Linked DNA regions of Mus musculus: all the other regions are linked to region 1. Evidence: chromatin contacts called from public HiChIP or PLAC-seq and promoter capture Hi-C data. All regions are on one chromosome and are shown on one strand. Each heading gives the region's core, a stretch centred on a gene start, on an enhancer-like site or on the middle of the called end of the contact. The rest is flanking DNA. Distances are from core to core; before and after follow the strand shown.

Region 1 (2,938 bases), core at 37-2,536:
TGCAGCTGCAGAAGAGCCTGGTACCAGCTGTCTTGCTCAGCCTCGCTATCCGCGGCAATGGCAAAGTGTTCGTCTCGGGTGTAGAGAGCCACCAGGTGCTTGTTCTTGGAGTCAGCCCGCTTGTTGATGTTGAAACAGCTCTCGAGGGGGATCGAGCGTTTGGGGGCGCTCGACTTGTGCCGCCACTTCTTCTCGTTCTCATAATACTCCAGGCGCGCTGGGCCCCCGGCCTCGCTGGCCGCCCGCAGCACGAAAAAGCGCTTATGCATACTCTTGGGCTTGCGCAGGTAGCCCACCTTGCGCACGTCTGAGAAGCCATCGGTATCCGGAGGGCTCGCCATGCTGCTGCGGAGCAGAGGGAGGTGTTGAAAAACTGGGTGAGGGGTGGCTTCTCAGTGCGGCCCCGCACATGCACTCCGGGCTGGAGGAAGCTCGCAGAAATTCTGACTCCAAAATTCACGCTGTTCCTGGAGCTGGGGAGGGGCAGCCGAAGGACGAGGTAACTGCGCCAAGGAAGATAGCCTGATCCGAGTTTAAGGGCGTTTCATGCCCAGAGGGAAGGGCAGTGGGTCTAGGGTGAGTGCAGCCGCAATCTTCCGAGGACTATGTCTCCCCCAGTCCCTGCAGCAGAGAAGGAGCTATGGTGCATCCCTTGCCGCCCCTGGTCGAGTCCGATGTAGGGAGGCAGCGATGGCCCGAGGAGTCCCCGCTTGGCTCTCTAGGCGCGCGCGCCTTCCCTCCCGAGTTCCCCTCTGGAAGTAGCGATTCCCGAGGCAAATTAAATATCCTTGGGCAGGGGGAGGCGGGCTGCCAAGTCCCAACGTTGCACCGGGTTCTCCCTCCTCCTTCTCCTCCTCCTCCTCTGCCTCCTCCCACCCTTCAACCGTCCCCGTCGCCACCAGCCGCCCAAATACCAGCTCAATCGCAGAGACCGCGGCGCTGCGGCTGTTGCTGCTGCTGCTGCTGCTGCTGCCGCCCGAGGACGCGTCCTCTGCAGCCCGCACTCGAGCCCATCTCGGCGGGCGGGGAAAGTGGCTTTTCCACGCGCAACGCTACTGGGCAGCTGGGGGAGCAGGGGACGGTCCAGAGGGACAGGCTCATCCCTGCCCCTAGCTCCAGTCCGCAAGGGAGGAGGGGAGGGGACGAGGGAGGGAGGCGGGGAGCGGGGGAGGTTTGGGAAGAGATCGGGGAAGACGCCCGGTCCTCCCGAGGCGCAGCCGCTGCAGTTACTTCTCTCCTCCTCCCTCCTTCTCCTCCCTCCTCCTCCTCCCTCCTCCTTCCTCCTCCTCGGAGAGTTGCCGAGAGCCCCAACCAAAACAAGCGGCGGCTGCGGCGGCTGGCACCGCGCGCTGGCCCTCTTCAGACCGCGCCGCCGTCTCACTCCAGAGGAGCAAAACACGTGACGGAGCCTCTGCGCTCAGCAGCCTGGCCGCCGCCGGGAGGCTCCAGCCCGGGTCTCTCTCCCTCTCCCTGCTCGCTCTACATTCCGGGCCGAGCCCGCCCCACGCCCGCCCCTCTCCACCCCCTGGCCGTGCCGCAGAGGCGCCCGCGCTGGCCCTTTGCTGCAGCGCTCGGGCAGCGCCCCTGCGTGGCCGGCAGAGCCCGGGGCGCTGTGTCTCCCACGCCCGTGCCACCCAGAGCGCCCCCGGCCCGTAGGAATCCCCGCGGCGGGAGGGCAGGCTTGTTTGGGTGGCTACCGGAAAGCAGGAGGGGAGTCTGGGAAAACGGGAGGGGGGGATCTGGGGAAGACGCAGGAGTGAGGGAGGGGGCAGTGAGAGGGGGGGTGCACTGCGGCTGCAGAGCCCCGAGAGGGTGGGGGCGCTGGGGCGGAGGGGACGCGGGTGACCTGCTAGCTCTCACCCAACAGGTAAAGGCGACCCCCGGGAGGCAGCTGGATGTCGGTGTCTGGGTGAGAGGCCCTGGTAGGGAGATCTACATTTTTGTAAGATTTTCTAAAGGACTTCTGAGCCAGTCTTCCACCTGGAATCTCCGGACGTACCGTGGTGAAGCACCTGGAAGAAACAGAGAGGGACGCCCAAGGGCAATGACTGTTGGCTAGGTTAGGGTCTCTCGGAATCGCGACCTGGGATCTCACACCTGGCACTATTAGCCGCTGATCACTAAGGAAATAAAATGTAAAAGTCACCATTTCTCTTCCTTCATGCAGGTGAAGAGGGATTCACACTTAAGGGTTAGTTAGTGCAAAAGGTGGGGGGCGGGGGCTGGAGGAAACCTGGCACCCCTTATCACATTCGTAAGTCTATTTGTGATTTTTTTTAAAGATGTAAAGGACCTTCAGAGAGTTCCTAAGTGTACACCCTTACTGTGTATATGTTAGCAGATGTTTGTTTCATAGTTTGCACGAGCATTAGACGACCCTATACACTTTTAACCTTGACCACAAGGATAAGTGGGAGACAAGGATAAGTGGCTAGGCTGCACAGGAAAATGGGTACTTCTTGATGAAAACGGGTCAGCAGCCTCTTTGCAAAGCCTATTTCTTAGTCTCACCACAAGCAGACGCTCCCCAAAGTTTTTTTTTTTCTTTTTCTTTTTAAGATGACCTATAAATCAAGCAGGGTGTCCCTGTCTAGCCCAACCGGCATTAAAGACCTACAAATGTGACGTTGCTCCCAGTGCTTAAAGCCATTCTACTCTAGCCATGGGCGGTTCTAGTTTTCCACCTCTTTTCCTAAGCCAGGAACCCTCTCAGCCTCCCGCTCTCCAGCACTGCAGGTTGTTTGCAGTGAGACGCAGCAGTAAAGGTGCTGGGCATGCTCAATCCACTAGACTGCCTGGCTTGGAGTAGGGGAGGAGCGGATGGGTAAAGGGGGCTGCGCGCCTCAGCATAATGCGGCTAGAGAGGCGGGGTGAGGTTCCTGGGGCAGCCTGCTGATTGGTGGAGTTGCCTGTCTTTCCTGTCTTGCACAGATGCGGT
Region 2 (2,973 bases), core at 128-2,627, 470 kb before region 1:
TGAAGACTGCTATGCTCCCACCATAATAATAGACTGACCCTCTGAACCTGCAAGTCAGCTCCAATTAAATGTTGTCTTTTATAGGACTTGCCTTGGTCATGGTGTCTGTTCACAGAAGTAAAACCCTATCTAAGACAATCACTTAAGCTCATAGGAAGCATAAGTCTTCCTAATCCTTTAAGGAAGACTACCTTAAAGGATTAAGGTAGGCTCACTACCCTGCTCTTTTAGTTTATTACTGGCATGAAATAATCTGGCAAAAGCAATCTAAGGTAGAAAGGATTTCTCTTATCTCACAGTTCAAGGCACAGTCCATCATCTTGTGTAAAGTCAAGGCAGCAAGGGCTTAAAGCAGATACTCACACTACACCTATAATCAGGAAACAGAGAGGGATGAATACAAACTAGTACTCCATACACTTTCTTCAATTTTTTATAGTCCAGGCTCACTCCACTTTGTGGTGGTCCCCCTTGCAATTAAGATAGGCCTTCCTATATCAATGAACAAAATCAAGATAATCCATCTACAGATAGGCACAGAGGTATATCTAACACCAGTTATCACACCATACACACACAGATTATGTACTGGAAAAACAAACAAACAAAAATACCATCCTAATGTAGCATATGGGGATGTGTCTTCCTGGTGTATGTATTACTTTCCTACTCAACAATTCATAGCTAAGAACATGATCCCATTATCTTTAGTGGTCTATACCCATGGCTTTCCTGATATTTGGCAGAGAATTTAACTTACTATGAGCTGCTTTTGAAAAGCAAATTCCTTCTTTACCAAGGGGTAAAGGTTTCTCAAAGGGCAATCTTTTAAGTAGATAACAAAAACTTTTCAGATAAACAACATTTTTTTCATAAGTGACCTTCAGGAGAACATGAACCATCTAAAACATATATGTGTTGTTTACTTGCTGTGTACTACCCCAACAAGCAGATGCAGATGAGAGATAGAGGGATACAAAATAATAAAGTTGCCAACTATGTAGAGTGCACACTCAACACTGAGAGTTGCTATATCTGAACTAAGCCATATTTGCCAATTATCTAAGAGCTATTCATTTTTCCTTTACTGGAGGCCAAAAAAGATGTTGTTGATTTGTATGTTTCAATACTCAAGTTTTAAATCAAGTAGTTTTTTCCAACCTAGTGACAAGATGACTTCCTATTGTGACAAGCTATCCCTTGAAATGGCAGCAATTAGGTCATCAAACTTTTCACCATAGATGCTAATAAAATCTGTTAAGTGGAGGGTACTTCTTCTAAAGTCAGATGAACAAAAAGGAATAAGTTGATGGATGGCAGTAATGGAAGAGAGGGGGTAGGAACTGGCCACTAGAGGCTTAGCCAATACAAAGGAATTTGCTAGCTAATAAATTGAGGTTGAGCATGACAGAGCTAAAACCTAACTTTAATGAGTGGTCTCCACAAGAATCCAAATTGGAGATGTTGGGAAACACACATACTAAGATTTTGTTTAATCACAACCTCATTTCTTCAAAAGAATGTTTTTCACTTTAAGTGAATATGAAGTAAAAGAATCAAATACTGCCTCTTCAATATTTCTGAAAATTATGTGGCTTAGGAATGCAGAGGTAGGTTAGTTGGTAAAAGCAAATTCCCTCTTTAGCAAGGGGTAAAGGTTCTCTCAAAGGGCAATCTTTTAAGTAGATAACAAAAACCTTCAGATAAAACAACATTTTTTTCATAAGTGACCTTCAGGAGAACATGAACCACCTAAAACATATATGTGTTGTTTACTTGCTGTGTACTACCCCAACAAGCAGATGCAAATGTGAAATAGATGGACACAAAATAAATAATAAAGTTGCCAACTATGCAGAGTGCACACTCAACACTGAGAGTTGACACATAAGCATAGGAATCCGATTCAGATCCCTAGAACCCATGTGAAAATCTGAGCATGACAGCACAGGCCCACCCATAATCCCAGGGCTTGGAAGGAAGGGGTTAGAGGCAGGAGGATCCTTAGGACTTCCTAGCTGACTGTTCTAGTCACTGAGTCCTAGATACAGGGAAGCTCTGTGTCTCAAATATAGACCTCTCTAAAAAACTACAGGCAACTAAGAAATGCTGAGGGAAGAGCACACTAATTGGTTATCCGATACTAGTCAGCCCTGAAAACATTCACACACCAATAACATTATGCAGGCTGATTAGGTTGAGTTTATGTGCACATACGTGTATGAAAAAAGAGAGGCCATGAATTTGGAAGAGAGCAAGGTAAGTTATATGGGAGTTTTTGGAATGAGGAAGGGGAAAGAAGAAATTATGTCATTATATTATAATCTCAATTAAAAGAAAAGAAAAGAAAAGAGCAAAACAACAACAACCTAAAAGAAAGTGAAAACAAAGTGGACAGGCTGGAGAGGGAGTTCAGCATTTAAAAGCACTTCTTACTCTTACCAAGGACTACGGAATGGTTCTCAGAATCCAAATCAAGTGGCTTACAACAACCTACATCTCTAGTAACAAGGAATCTGGTGTCAACTCCAGACGTTCAGGAGTACTTACTGTATGCACATGGTTCACATACATACATTCAGGCATGTATAGATATACACATAAACAAAAATGAGGTCTAAAAACCATAAGATGGAGCTTGGTGGTGGGGGAGAGGGTGCACACTTTTAATCCTAGCTCTTGGGAGGCAGAGGCAGACAGATCTCCGAGTTTGGGGACAGCCTGTTCTACAGAGTGAATTCCAATAGAGCCAAGGCTACATAGAGAAAATTCTATCTCAAACAACAACAACAAAAACAAAAAATAAAAATAAAAACAAAATAAAACAACAAAACCTCCCAAACAAATCAGAAGAAATATAATTCAGAGAATGAAAATACCCAATGTCACAACATCTAGACTCCACACATGGGCACATACAACTAAATATCACAAACACACACACACACACACACACACACACACACACTAATA
Region 3 (3,028 bases), core at 253-2,752, 380 kb before region 1:
TAGTATCAAGCTTAGAAGTGTCAAATAGCACCCTCTTGTTCTCTCAAGTTTCTCTAGATCAGAAAAGCAAGAGTAGGACAGGATTATTCCCCCATGATCTCAGAATATAGATATTCTTCTAAATTAGCACGTTAGTGTGGATGCGATTGTGGGGGTGGGATGTCCAAACATTTCTAAATTTCACTCATAGCATTGGGAAAAAATAATCCATTTCTTGTACCCAACATGAAACAAGACATCTATGTCTGCTAGATGCTATGGTTTTGAATTTAATTTCTCTTAAATTCATATACTGACACCCTAAAGCTCCAATTTGAAAAAAGGTTTGTTTTTTTTTTTTTTTGGAGATAATTCCAGTTTAATGGGATAATAAGAAAGAGATCTACTGTGATATGGTTGATGGTCATGTAAGGAGAGAAAGATAGGGTCTCCCCAGTCTCTATGTGGGAGCAAAGAAGAAAAAGCACAGGGAAAAGACCACCATCTTCGAACAAGGAAGGGAACTCTGACCAGAAACTGTCCATCTGGAATGTGTTCCATCCAGAACTGTGAGAAATCTGGTGTCTTCTGTATAAGCCATCAGCAGAGAGTGTTTATTAAGGGAATGCACAAAGACTACTGCATGGACTGCTTATATAGACTGTCATCCACTACTTGAAGCTATCCACAATCATTCTGTATTGTATTGTCAACGGCAGCAACAAAGAATCTCTCTTATACAGAATATTAGTCGTGAGCCTTTTTTTGTTTTTCATCTAGAAGAGCTCAAGCCCTGTTTAGTTTTATCCTGATGAGGCTAGGACGTAAGGATTGTGTGAAAACTCCCTCTTCATAAAAACACCTGTGCTGGTTTCACTGAATGATTAGGGTGTGTGATCCAGAAGCCAAGGTCTTGGTTTGTATCTTGGAATTTTCCTAGCATAGTAGATCAGGAAAAGCTTGTCTATTAAATAGAAATAGGACTGGTGCCCACTGGACAACATTAAGTTGATAAAGATCTAGAAGGAGCATTGTTAAGTAAAACAGGAATAAGAGGGAAAAGTAAAGAAGGCCCCTATGGGAAGAATTTGTCAAGTGAGGGCATGACTAGAGTGAGATGTGAACAGAGGGCTTGGCCAGCTACTCCCATGTTGCTACCCACAGGTCCACGAACCTGGTTCCTTAAAGGGAGGTTGGGGCTGCATTGGAGAAAATGGTGAAAGAAATAATGAGACCAAGACAAAGATACTGATCAAGGCCCAAAGTTTACTTAAAGTCTGAGCTTATATGGGGGGTGGGGATCTCCTTTCATCAGGATAGTGTCAGGAGAACAGGTTCAGCCTCTCAGTGCGTAGCAGCACCTGGCAGAACAGTAGACCTATCTAGGTCAGAAGACTCCATCCTAGGTGGTCTTGTTCACAATGGCAGAACAGGTCTGAACCAGCCTGCTCAAGGCTGGGGGAGGCTACACTCCCAGGGCTCTGGCCAGAGAGACTCTGGATAGGCATCAAGCATGGACAAAGCCACAGACTGAGATGAGTCATTTTCAGCCTTCTAGAGAATTTGTGACTCTGGAAAAAGCCAAACCAATAAGAGTAACATTCAAAAGATTTAGTAACTGATAAGATGGACCACCAGCCTTTGTGCTGGGAATTGTTCCCATGTAATCACTGACTACACTGTAGGTAACCCAGACAACTAATCCTGTGCAGGAAAATTTGGGAGTTATAGGGAGACAACAGAGTAATGACCTTGGATAGGATGACCAGACAATTTATTAAACAAACTGCAATAGTTTAAAAGGCGATAAAGAGGGTAGCCATATAAAACGGGATGTTGTATACCAAAACAAAAATGGTGATCACTTCCATCTTTTAGAACTCAAAATGTTGATGACTTACCAACCACAAAGAATTTTTAAGGATGCTCCAATAAAATCACTTTCAGGTAACTTGAAAAATCATTTTGAGACAAGGCTAACTATGTAGCCCTTGGCTAGTTAGGCACTTGCTGTATTAATCAGGTTAGACTTGAACACCATATGGGCATTCTCTTGCCTTTCCTTCGCAAGTGCTGGAATTCCCAGTGTGCTCACCATACCACCTGTTTTAAATAACATTTTGTTTATGCATACTAACTATATATCAGCATTCTAGGCCTAGGGTTAATAGACTTGAGTTTAGCAACTAAGCTGTCACTAAATGTTGTTCTGGGAAATTGTTCTCACGCCTTTATTTCCCTACACAGAAAGGAAGTTTATTAATGTTTCAGCCTTAATTCATTCCATGTGAATTCCATTTAAACAGCTTTATGAATAGAGTACCCTTCTTTGTTGATGAGTAAATTTCAAAATATTTCCTGTGGCTTTACATTGGAATAATACTGGAAAGAAATCTGATATGACAAATAAAAATTCCTGAATGAACAAAGGTGAGAATTGTGTTGCATAGGCGCCATATCGCCAAGGTCTGAAGTTGCTTAATCCAAGAGTATAAAGCTTGGACTATGTCTTCGATCCCTGTGAACAAAGGCTGAACTCTGGAGGAAGTGGGACAGCTGTTGTTCAGCTATGCTGTGAGAAAAGAAAAATCTCTACTGATTTCACAGGGATGCACAGTCCACCCTTCTCAGGTTATCAGCAATTCACTCATTCCTTAATGCCTACCTCAGAGCCCATTGTTCTCATCACGACAGCTGTTGAGGCACCCTCAAGTTATTTAGTTTATGCCTTCTGTATGCAGTCATCATGGGTATTTTATCATGTAATTTCATATGTAATACGCTCCCAGGTTGTTTTTCTTTGTTTTGTTTTGTTTTTAATGTCCTAGCTTTCTGTAAATTCTTGCAACCAAATACTCAAGGATAACAAATTGGGCTAATCAGCTTGAAACCCTCATTTTGGGAGGCACTCACTGCTTATTTTTTCCCATAATTTATGTTTTTATTCACATTACAACCTTGTCACATCCCGTATTTCTTCCTCTCCTTCCAGTTCTACCCTTACAAATCTCTCCCCTATTACCTCCTTCTCTTCTCTTCAAAGAGGGGG
Region 4 (2,937 bases), core at 182-2,681, 500 kb before region 1:
TGTCTTCCTTTTCTTGGCCTGACCCCTAAGTAGTAATTTCATATTATAGACATGTTTTGAAAGTTGCTTTGTATAGCATTGGAAATGTAAATGAGGAAAATAACTAATAAAAAAAATTTTTTAAAGTTGCTTTGTATGTGTGTGTGTGTGTGTGTGTGTGTGTGTGTGTAAAACATATAAAACTATGGTATAAACCTATTCTTACAACTCAACTGATACTCTTTTGAACTATTCACAAAATTCCAAAAAAGAAAGTTACATCTTCATTCAGTTGTGGAGTGTTGTTCTACTTTTTGTCTGTACTATGCCAAGAGCCAAAATACTACTAACAATTAGTGTTAATGACTCTTATCAATCATTTTCTTTATATGTACCTATTTGCTCAATGCTTTATGGAAACCACCACATCTAGTCCTCCTAAAACATTTCTGAGGAAAACTCCTAAGTTTGTTCTCACTTTGTAAGTGAGAAAATAAAAGATGAAAATTCTTAATGCTGGAAGGTCTCATGCTGAACTTCATTAATGCAGCTAGAACATCCTCATGGTTATAAGTTCTGACTTCCTTGTGGCAGTATTATCCCTGTCCAATTACATTAAAATGTAATGCAGCAAGAGGCCTCTGATTGGACAGGGAAAAGGGAGGCGGAGCGAAGAGTTACAGAGACAGAGAGGGACTCAGGGGAGGGAAGAGGAGAAGCCAAGATGAAGGCTGTCGGACAGGAAGAAGATCCTGATTCCTTGTAGCTTTAAATAGCCATAGGTAGTTATGAATATCATACAGGGATAAAATGATTGGGATAATTTGTCTGATCTAAGTGGGCAGCTTGTATCATTATCAAACTGGCCCTGAAATTATTGTGTGGTCATCTTGTGAATTGAGAGGTTCTGACTTAATATAAGCTTCTAGAGTTTTATTTCTACCTGTTTACTGGGTGTTGTGTCAGTTAACCACAGGGTGACCATGCGGGGGCTAGCTAGAGACAGAGCCAGCAGGACCACCCTGTGGCAGAGAGTAGAAGAGTAAGCTTGCAAACTTGCCCGCTCATTTTAATAATTTCCCCTAACACTTCCTCACCGTAACAAATGCCACGATACTCACTACTCACTACTTTTTATTTTCCTAGTGTGAATATACTCTAATCTTATTACTTATGTCCTGCCTGCTTACAACTGGCATCAAGATTCCAGGAGAATGTGGTATGGTTTGTGTTTAGTTCCCAAGTCATATCTGGTATAACAGATGCTCATTAAGTATCAAATGACGAGATGACAGGTAAGCCAAAGATAAATCTAGTTCAGTGTTCAGAGAGGGCAAGTGCCACAGCTGTCCCAAAGGCTATTACCACTGTCACCATGTTTCATACCAGTGTGGACATATAGAGTTTCTACACGTTGCTAACTCCTTCCTTCACAGTGACCTGGTTGGTGAACATGTGCTTGCAGAACCTTGAAACATATGTCCAGGGCATTGTTACTAAGTATTCCAGATTCTTCTTGTGTTTGTGACATAGAATCCAGACCAACTCTTGAAAGTATAGCTAAACCTATCTGGGAACAGAGGATTTTCCACAGCTCCTGCTGTTTAATTCACTTTCTGGTGGGCTTGGACTTCCTGACCTATTCAGTCTTCTGGATAAATGCCTTCAAATGGACTATTCGTTCCCTTTTAATATTGTTTTCCTCTACACTCTATGACCGTGAAGTTCTTGATAGTCCTTAAAGCATTCTTGTTCATATTATCTCATCGAAGCTCATGTTCTTCTCAGAGAACAGCAAGACAGATGGGTTCACATGGGAGGAAGGGAAGGTTTCAGGACTAGGAAAGTCTTGGTTACTAACATACTGAGGATAGTGGATCAGCTGTCCAACAGCCTACTTCTTACTCTTGTCATATTTTTGGCAACTTCTCCAGTTCCAACAAGGGCTGGAAAAATACCCTGTACGCCAAATCTTTTAGACCACCTGCCCATAGCAAATGTTGAGCACTGGGCTGACATCTGAGCAGAGGGGTAATTCCTGGGGCCAAACCTCTGATTCAAGTTTGGTCCTAACTTTAGACTTCCTTCTTTCCCCCTAACATGCTCCTCTGTAAACAAATGAGGAGCCATGGTGATGCCTGGGAGGTATTTGCCAAGGCAGTGAGGGAGGGCTTTGTTCCTGTCCTTTATCATTCTCAGCTCATACATGACCCAGGTCAGTGTCACCTGCCATCCCTGTCTACTGACAGGTGTGTCCAATTAAGGAAAAGTCTCCAGCAGATTGGAATGTTAATTACTGCCCTGACTATTAGTGACTTTTTTTTTTTTTTTTTTTTTTTTTTTTTTGCTATGAGCTAGCTATACATGGGGGTTAAAAATCAGAGTCTTTGTTTCTCTCTCCCAGTTTCTCTGTCTCTCTCTCTGTCTGCTTGTCTCTCTAACTCTGTCTCTCCTCTTCCTCCATCTCTTCCCATCCTCTCTGCCTCTGATTCTGTTCTTCCATGTGTTTAAGCTTTCATTATTTTCTTTTTCCTTTAATGGAGATCATTTTTTTAGTATAACAAGCTACTGCCATCTAGTACTTTATCAAATTAGGATGTCTCCTTTGAATTTCTACTAAATTAGAACCCAGAACAATAAAGATGACATGCTAAAAATTTTATGGGTATTGATGAATTTGTTAGCTTATTTTAGGATGTGCATTATCATAGAAATACATGAACAACTCCAAACATTATTTGTCTTATAAATTATCACAAGTCTAAATATAGTCATTCCCCCTAGAATCTAGGGCCTAGATAGTGTTTATATCACTCCCTTGGATATATGAAACACCAATAGGAGGAAGTTATATCAAAAATAGGCTTATGCATGTTTTCATTAAGTCCTTAACATATCAAAACTACTTTTTAAATCCCAGTGACAGCATGTCAAAGATTGTCAGAAGTAGAGCTTTGA
Region 5 (3,318 bases), core at 95-2,594, 340 kb before region 1:
CAAATTACCAAACTGTGCTTTTGAGAGAGTAGGCCAGTTTAATGCTATCAGCCACACGAAAGTTATCCATGTCTTGTATATATAGAAGCCACTGTTGTATTGATTTTTTGACATCTTAGGAGTTAATATGTTGTAGTGTTGTTAGCTGGCACAATTGAACACTATCATTTGGTGTTTCCTCCCAGTAATAAAGTCAAACAGTTATTACTTTGCATCTACCTGGTGCTTCCTCCACTTAGTGATCGTTTTCTCATTAGTACCAGCTTCATTCTGAATAATGATTAAACAACAATAAATTGAAATATTTATTTACCAATTAATCATTAAATAATAAGAACATTCCAAAGATATTCTCGTGGAGACTAAAGAAAATGTCCCCACACCTCAAACAATCAAAGCCAATCAGCTATGCAGAAGATACACCAACTATCCATTCCAATGGACCCTGTAGTCTGTGCTGAATTTCAGAAATCTGTTTTCAATATTTATATTGCACAATTCATGTTTTTGTTATCTTTTTGCTATTTCTAACCACTCATTTCTTTTTCTTTACCATCAAGAGGATTTGACCTCACCACCACACTCTTGCAGAACCAGCGTTGCGAAGTACGGCAGAGTACCACAGTCTATTTTCAGCATAGTTCACAGATGGTGACAGCTACTATAGGAGATTAAGCAGGCAAACATAGGTATTCAGTGAAGCAGAGGCAGCAAATGCATTGTCAGCAAGAGAACCATGGGAGCCTTTCCTATAGTTACCTTCTCCTTTCTCCCTAACAACCTACCAGTAGCACTTTGATTTCCCAGTGTGTTGCTGATTCTACTCAAGCTTTCTGCTGTTTCAGAGCAAACACTGGTTGCAGTCACATGTTGTCTCTACCTGAGCCCGGACTCACAACACCAGGCACAAAAGACAAAACAGTGTCTATAGCTACAGATCTTAACCCCAGCTCCAGACCCACTGTGCTATGATTCCTTTTCTGGGGTTTACAGTGAACACTACCATGTGTCTTTCTAGTGTCATGGGGTTTGCCAAGTGTCAGGGTACACATGTCAGGGATACTTGCACAGCAACGTGGCCTTACTAAATATCTGTAACTGCTGAGTCCTGATAAACGATGTCATCCCTCCACACCTCACATCAAACGGAAAGCCACAGGACTTCCAGATGTGGGTATGCTAGAGACAGAAGCTGCCTACCAGCTTCTGTGCTTCTTTTCTGGTGATAGCAGAAGAAATGTGTCATGCACATTCTCTTCTGGGCAAGGCATTCCTAGCCTACTCAAACTTGATTGATGTGGCAAGCTCTTGAAACTTGGTCATTTTTTCTGTCCTCTGGGACACATTTATTTACTGAAAGCTCCAAGCACTTGCCCTTTGTTACTTGATTACTCTGATACCATGATCTCTCTAATCCAGGGAACCAATGTGCTCCATTCTTCAGAGTGCCCCAGTTCAGTTCTCTCTGAACTATGACAAGAGTTGAGAAAACCAAATAGCCCTGAAAAAAAAAAGGATAAGAACAGATGCATACCATCATTTTTCTCATGAGTGAAAAATGTTTTGTATCCTATTTTCTGATAGAGATAAGTAAAATAAACACACTCACCAGATCAAGATCTCGATCACTTATGTGGAGGGTATTTTAATCTCCTTTAGTAGAGTAGCTGATACAGTCCAGTGACTACACCTGGGTTATTACTAGGCATCAAACTGCCTCAGGTGAACTCCACGTTTCACCCCTAAGTTCTTATGGTGAATTACTTAACTCTTCTGGACCAATTTCTATACATATCAAATGGAGACTGCTACTGTAGCTGAATAATGGCCAGATAGGAGTTAAACGTCCTTTAGGCAGGAGGGCAAAAGCCATGGAAGTTATTGAGTTAGTCAAGTAATGTACATGACCTCCCCTAGATGGGTGAATGACCTTTCAGTTGGGCTGAGAGAACACACAGAGGACATGTGTCCCCTGCCCTGCCCCCATTCCCCCCTGCTTCAACTTGCAATGTGTTAAAAAATGACCAATCTGAATAAATATTGCCTCAATCTCCACCAAATTCACTCAGCAAAATCTTTAACAGCCCTTCTGGTAGGACAATGTGATGCTATTCCTCCTTGGGAATCCTTCCCATGCTCCTGATTTCCTCTCTTATATTAATTTAATAAATTTATATCGATTCTGCTCTCTCCACACCCATGTTGCCTCATCCACTGGCTCAGGGTGGCTTCAGTGGCTTCTAATCAACTGAAATTCCATCTCTAGTTACACTCACTAAAAGTCAAAAGAAGCCCTGTCATTCTCAAAGAACCCAAACAAATAGGGCAACTATATGGATTAAAATGAGAAAATCCATACAGAGTCCTAATAACTAGTCCTGGGATACAGTAATTACCAAATAAACGCCAACCTTCATCCAGTTCAGAGTTACAGCACAGCTTAATTTAATAAGATTCTACAACTAGAGTTTTCTTTTCTATAAAGTGAATCTACCACACATGTAGTTTAGGGTGCAATCATGGAGAAATATGAGACAGGGTTAATTTTTACACCACCAGCATTGCTGTGAGTCACAGATTATTCATGCAGTTTATAAACCGAACACAGAGTTATTAAGGCAGAATGTTTGCTCAGCTCCTTGATGTTCCCAACTCTGCACCATTTGCAGTAGCCAAGCTAGCCAGAGTGTAATGGATCATCATGTAGTATAATGATGGCCCTTCTATCAGGCTCCAGAGCAGAGTCCAACTGCCAGCCCATTCATTATGCACATGATCTACACAGGCACAGCATGCTTCTCCACCCACAGTATCTCTCTTACTTTACTTTTCCTACTATGCCAGGCGTTCAGTTACATGGCGGGAAGAGTTAGATACATACAGAATAGAAGGAGAAATCCATGTGGAGCATCCATGACCCCTTGCCTATGATGCCCTAGTTCACTAACCAGTCCAGATGGACGTCCCTCCCACTTTAACAGCTCTAGGACCCATGTTATATGGGGAGAAGCGAGCTAAAAAGAGAGCAACATTTTGTGTTATTTGTGTGTCTACTTACATGCTAAACAAATAGGATTGTTTCACGAGCTACAGTCAGCTTACTGTCTCACTGATGACAGGGCAATACTGAGTTTTCATTGACACTGAGCATGCAACTTGCAGAGAAGCTAATTCTGTGCAGCAGAGGCTATGCCCCTGGCTCTGCTTTGAACTGCAGGAGACAGTCACCATGTTCTTTGCTCAGAATCATAAGGAAAATTGTTTATAACCAGCACATGAGCAGACAAAGCTTTTTTGTTCAAAGGAAGTATCATTAGA
Region 6 (3,033 bases), core at 195-2,694, 450 kb before region 1:
GTGAGATGAATTATTATTCTATTAAGTATTTTTTTAATCAGACCTTTCTGTTGGCAAATTTCAGTCCTAATCCACCTGTTACTCAGTGATAAAGATCAAGAACTCTTGAACAATTATCAGAGGAATGATAGTTCCTTGTTCTTCAAGGCAGATTGATTCATACTTATTTTTGTTGTTTGTACTGATTCTCTTTGTAGGGCTTAGTTCACACACACCTACATTCTTACCTATGATGAACCATATTTTTATGTATTGAGTTTTAGTTAATGTGGAGGCAAGAAACAGAGGAAAAGTACCCTAGAAAAAGTGACCACTTAGTGTAAATGGTCTTAACACCTGAAAGAAAGAAAAAACAAAAAACAAAACAAAACAAAACAAAAAATAAAAACCAAGTGTGCTGTACATCTGAGATATCTTTCTTTGTTGTTAAGTGAAACTTTTGTTGATGGCAAAGGTGTGTGTCATGGCAGAGTAATCAGGTTATTTACAAGCTCAAAAAGTAAAAATAAATAAATCAATTAGTTAATTAATAAAGTTGAGAAGAGTGGGGTGTTGGAGTAGCATCCTCTCAGAGGCAAAGGGGGGATGGGATAAAGAACTATGGGAGGGAGGACTAGGAAGGGGGGCAACATTTGGAATGTAAATAAATAAAATAATTTAATAAAAAAGAAAAAACTGAGAAGTATTTTCCACATCTCTTTTTCTTTTTTTAATTGGATATTTTATTTATTTACATTTGTAATGCTATCCTCTTTACTGAATTCCCCTCTGGAAACCCGTCCTATCTACCTCCCCCTGCTTCTATGAGGGTGCTCCCTGACCTTCTCACCCAATCCTCCCTCCCTGCCCTGGCACTCCCCTCCACATCTCTTCATATTCTAAAAAAGTTACTGCTACTCCTCATCTAGAAGGATTTGTGGTCGGAACACTGAGAAACTCTTCATATTCTGTCTCAATTTGGGAATATTGTAAGTAAGGTTGGTATGTTAAAATGCTCAAGATTCCTTAATGAAGTAAAACTCTTTCATCGTTAAATTGAGAGCTTTTCTCAATGGGCCAATGAACATGTCTAAATAGCTCTTCTAACATCTCGACAAATTAGACATATGAGAATGTTCTAGAAGGATACTTACATCAATTCCTTTCTACCTTCACATATTTCCAACTTATATCACTACAAAAGACTGGACATTTCTTCTTATATGTAAGCCAATGTGGTCTGCATGCAATGCTCTGTCAACTTCTTTTGAGTCTAAAAATATATGATGTAAACAAAACTGTTCGCAGACTTGAGGTAACTGGTCGAAGGAATGGATGGTTTTCCATTGGCAGCCATTCCACCCACAGATTCTCATCTAAATCTCTTCTTTCTTTATCATGCCCAGGAAACTAAGAAGAGAAAGAGGAAGTTCCTCAACTGAAGAGAACTCTGCACCATGTGACTCTAAAAATAACTGTGAAGAGTACAGCTGTATAAGGTCGAGCAAAGGAGAGGAACTTTCTGTAGACTACTTAGGAAAACCACAGAAGAAAAATGGCAGATTCATGAGGTTATTTTTGAGTTCAGAGTAAATATTCTATGTAAAGCTTTTAGTAAAATGTATCCTATATGTTATGAGTTTAGGATTAGTTTTGCCATTACTAATTTTAGTAGGAGAATCTCTCTCATTTTCATTCTTTACTCCATTTATCTGGCCAAAGGAACAAAATCAATTGCCCGCCTCCTTTTTAGTATTTCAAATATTCTCTGTAGTCTCTACTTGTTTGCTCCCAGGAGAACAGAAGTAATCCGGCCTTTCCAAGCAGGCTGACTCAATAAAAAGAGCTATGGTGTCTACAGAGTACCCTCTTCTCCAAGTCCCTGGTTTCTTGTGGTCTGGCATGGAAATACCCCATTTGTACCCATTGGCTTTAAGTTTGTGCTTCTTGCTTCTGTGCTGCACACAAACTGAACCAGTAATTTTTTTTCTTGTAAAATCAACTCAGACAAAGATGACAATGACAGAGCCAGAGCCAACTGTGTCCACTGGCACTCAGTTCATAGAAGAAGGATTTGGAAGAACCACACAGTTCTTAAGCCATAGTCACATTCTCAAACACAGCTATTACCAGGAAGCTCTATGATAATGTGAGATGTCTTAGTTAAGGTTTCTATTGCTGTGATCAAACAACGTGAGCCTATGGAAACTTTGGGAGGAATGGATTTATTTCATTTCCACTTCCACATTGTAGTCCAGGACAGAACACAAGTTAGAAATCTGGAGTAAGGAATTGAAGCAGAGGCCAAGGAAAGGTGCCACTTACTGGCTTTCTCCTCATGGCTCATTCAACCTGCTTCTTTATACATCCTAGAACCACCTGCCCAAGGAGAGTACTACCTACAAAGGGCTAGGCATTTCCACGTCAATCAATAACTAAGAAACTCCTGCCTAAGCTTGCCTACAAGCTAATTAGATTGATACAAACTCTCAATTGTGGCCATACTCTTGGAGATAAGGGCCCCTAGTTACATGGATCCCTGGAAAATAGCCCTTGGCTAAACTTGCCCTTGGTTTAATATCTGCCATGGGAGTGATAGTCTACAACACTAATATAACCAATAATACCACCACAGCCAGCCTATGGGCTATGGTGGAAAACATCTGTGGTACCTTTCACAATCCATAGCTCTACAAAAGAGCACACAGTTGTCCTTAACATCTTTCCCTCCCTTGCACACGTTATTGCTGGCCCTGTTTCTTTCTGTAACATTTACATAAGAATCCTCAATTCACATTCTGCATTGGGGGTTGAAACCTGAAAGAGAATTGCCACGCTAAGTAATTTCTAGGTGAAGAAATCCAGATTGTATACATGAACAGTGGAGTGAGAGTTATGGAGTTTAGAGCCAGTGTGTTTTAAGATGAATCTGAGAATAAACTACCTGTAGATAGTATTGAAAATAGATGCCCCTCAAAACTGTATTACATTAAAAAGCAAGAGAGGGAGGAAGAGGAAATTTCTTTTGGTTGTCTGGTTGTAATTTGAGTCCAA

The links. Promoter capture Hi-C pulls out the DNA fragments that hold promoters and counts their contacts. HiChIP or PLAC-seq counts read pairs in DNA pulled down with a chosen protein or histone mark.
Region 2: a contact with region 1 is called in an H3K27ac HiChIP or PLAC-seq map of stem cell-derived neural progenitor cells, with 6 times the contacts expected there. The contact joins the enhancer-like site here to the promoter of Irs1 in region 1. A contact is called at or near these places in 15 of 39 promoter capture datasets (the 3T3-L1 cell line, 3T3-L1-derived adipocytes, the C10 cell line and 10 more), 2 of 15 datasets of contacts at CTCF or cohesin (large pre-B cells and pro-B cells), 1 of 484 Hi-C or Micro-C datasets (the C2C12 cell line) and 9 of 115 datasets of contacts at active chromatin or transcription factors (the 230-238 cell line, astrocytes, craniofacial prominence and 6 more).
Region 3: a contact with region 1 is called in an H3K27ac HiChIP or PLAC-seq map of the NIH/3T3 cell line, with 10 times the contacts expected there. The contact joins the enhancer-like site here to the promoter of Irs1 in region 1. A contact is called at or near these places in 16 of 39 promoter capture datasets (the 3T3-L1 cell line, 3T3-L1-derived adipocytes, the C10 cell line and 11 more), 2 of 15 datasets of contacts at CTCF or cohesin (large pre-B cells and pro-B cells), 24 of 484 Hi-C or Micro-C datasets (the 3T3-L1 cell line, the AML12 cell line, the HL-1 cell line and 14 more), 21 of 115 datasets of contacts at active chromatin or transcription factors (the 230-238 cell line, the NIH/3T3 cell line, cardiomyocytes and 16 more) and 1 of 9 other capture datasets (embryonic stem cells).
Region 4: a contact with region 1 is called in an H3K4me3 HiChIP or PLAC-seq map of craniofacial prominence, with 9 times the contacts expected there. The contact joins the enhancer-like site here to the promoter of Irs1 in region 1. A contact is called at or near these places in 16 of 39 promoter capture datasets (the 3T3-L1 cell line, 3T3-L1-derived adipocytes, the C10 cell line and 11 more), 5 of 484 Hi-C or Micro-C datasets (granulosa cells, myocytes, pre-B cells and 1 more) and 15 of 115 datasets of contacts at active chromatin or transcription factors (the 230-238 cell line, the NIH/3T3 cell line, astrocytes and 11 more).
Region 5: a promoter capture Hi-C map of liver shows a contact between it and region 1, with 7 times the contacts expected there. The contact joins the enhancer-like site here to the promoter of Irs1 in region 1. A contact is called at or near these places in 17 of 39 promoter capture datasets (the 3T3-L1 cell line, 3T3-L1-derived adipocytes, the C10 cell line and 11 more), 3 of 15 datasets of contacts at CTCF or cohesin (the NIH/3T3 cell line, large pre-B cells and pro-B cells), 19 of 484 Hi-C or Micro-C datasets (the 3T3-L1 cell line, the 63-12 cell line, the AML12 cell line and 10 more), 24 of 115 datasets of contacts at active chromatin or transcription factors (the 230-238 cell line, the NIH/3T3 cell line, astrocytes and 19 more) and 1 of 9 other capture datasets (pancreatic islet).
Region 6: a contact with region 1 is called in an H3K4me3 HiChIP or PLAC-seq map of the 230-238 cell line, with 15 times the contacts expected there. The contact joins the enhancer-like site here to the promoter of Irs1 in region 1. A contact is called at or near these places in 19 of 39 promoter capture datasets (the 3T3-L1 cell line, 3T3-L1-derived adipocytes, the C10 cell line and 13 more), 2 of 15 datasets of contacts at CTCF or cohesin (large pre-B cells and pro-B cells), 8 of 484 Hi-C or Micro-C datasets (the HL-1 cell line, cerebellum, liver and 2 more) and 21 of 115 datasets of contacts at active chromatin or transcription factors (the 230-238 cell line, the NIH/3T3 cell line, astrocytes and 16 more).

The regions. Positions count from the first base shown.
Region 1 is chr1:82,290,153-82,293,090 of GRCm38.p6, forward strand. It overlaps Irs1 (insulin receptor substrate 1), which reads right to left and starts at 1,287. Exons shown (of 2, transcript NM_010570.4): 1 at 1-1,287. The coding sequence starts at 341.
Region 2 is chr1:81,817,669-81,820,641 of GRCm38.p6, forward strand. No RefSeq gene overlaps it. Among named protein-coding and RNA genes, the nearest start is that of Mir6344, 310 kb to the right of the region's middle. Within about 2 kb of position 1,378, at least 7 of the 459 cell types and tissues checked have an H3K27ac peak or open chromatin away from gene starts, as enhancers often do.
Region 3 is chr1:81,911,274-81,914,301 of GRCm38.p6, forward strand. No RefSeq gene overlaps it. Among named protein-coding and RNA genes, the nearest start is that of Mir6344, 220 kb to the right of the region's middle. Within about 2 kb of position 1,503, at least 22 of the 459 cell types and tissues checked have an H3K27ac peak or open chromatin away from gene starts, as enhancers often do. A contact at or near this core is called in the HL-1 cell line, the NIH/3T3 cell line, adipose-derived mesenchymal stem cells and 2 more, where this site is marked.
Region 4 is chr1:81,793,625-81,796,561 of GRCm38.p6, forward strand. No RefSeq gene overlaps it. Among named protein-coding and RNA genes, the nearest start is that of Mir6344, 340 kb to the right of the region's middle. Within about 2 kb of position 1,432, at least 4 of the 459 cell types and tissues checked have an H3K27ac peak or open chromatin away from gene starts, as enhancers often do. A contact at or near this core is called in craniofacial prominence and myocytes, where this site is marked.
Region 5 is chr1:81,949,102-81,952,419 of GRCm38.p6, forward strand. No RefSeq gene overlaps it. Among named protein-coding and RNA genes, the nearest start is that of Mir6344, 180 kb to the right of the region's middle. Within about 2 kb of position 1,345, at least 40 of the 459 cell types and tissues checked have an H3K27ac peak or open chromatin away from gene starts, as enhancers often do. A contact at or near this core is called in the AML12 cell line, the C2C12 cell line, the NIH/3T3 cell line and 4 more, where this site is marked.
Region 6 is chr1:81,840,722-81,843,754 of GRCm38.p6, forward strand. No RefSeq gene overlaps it. Among named protein-coding and RNA genes, the nearest start is that of Mir6344, 290 kb to the right of the region's middle. Within about 2 kb of position 1,445, at least 16 of the 459 cell types and tissues checked have an H3K27ac peak or open chromatin away from gene starts, as enhancers often do. A contact at or near this core is called in the 230-238 cell line and pro-B cells, where this site is marked.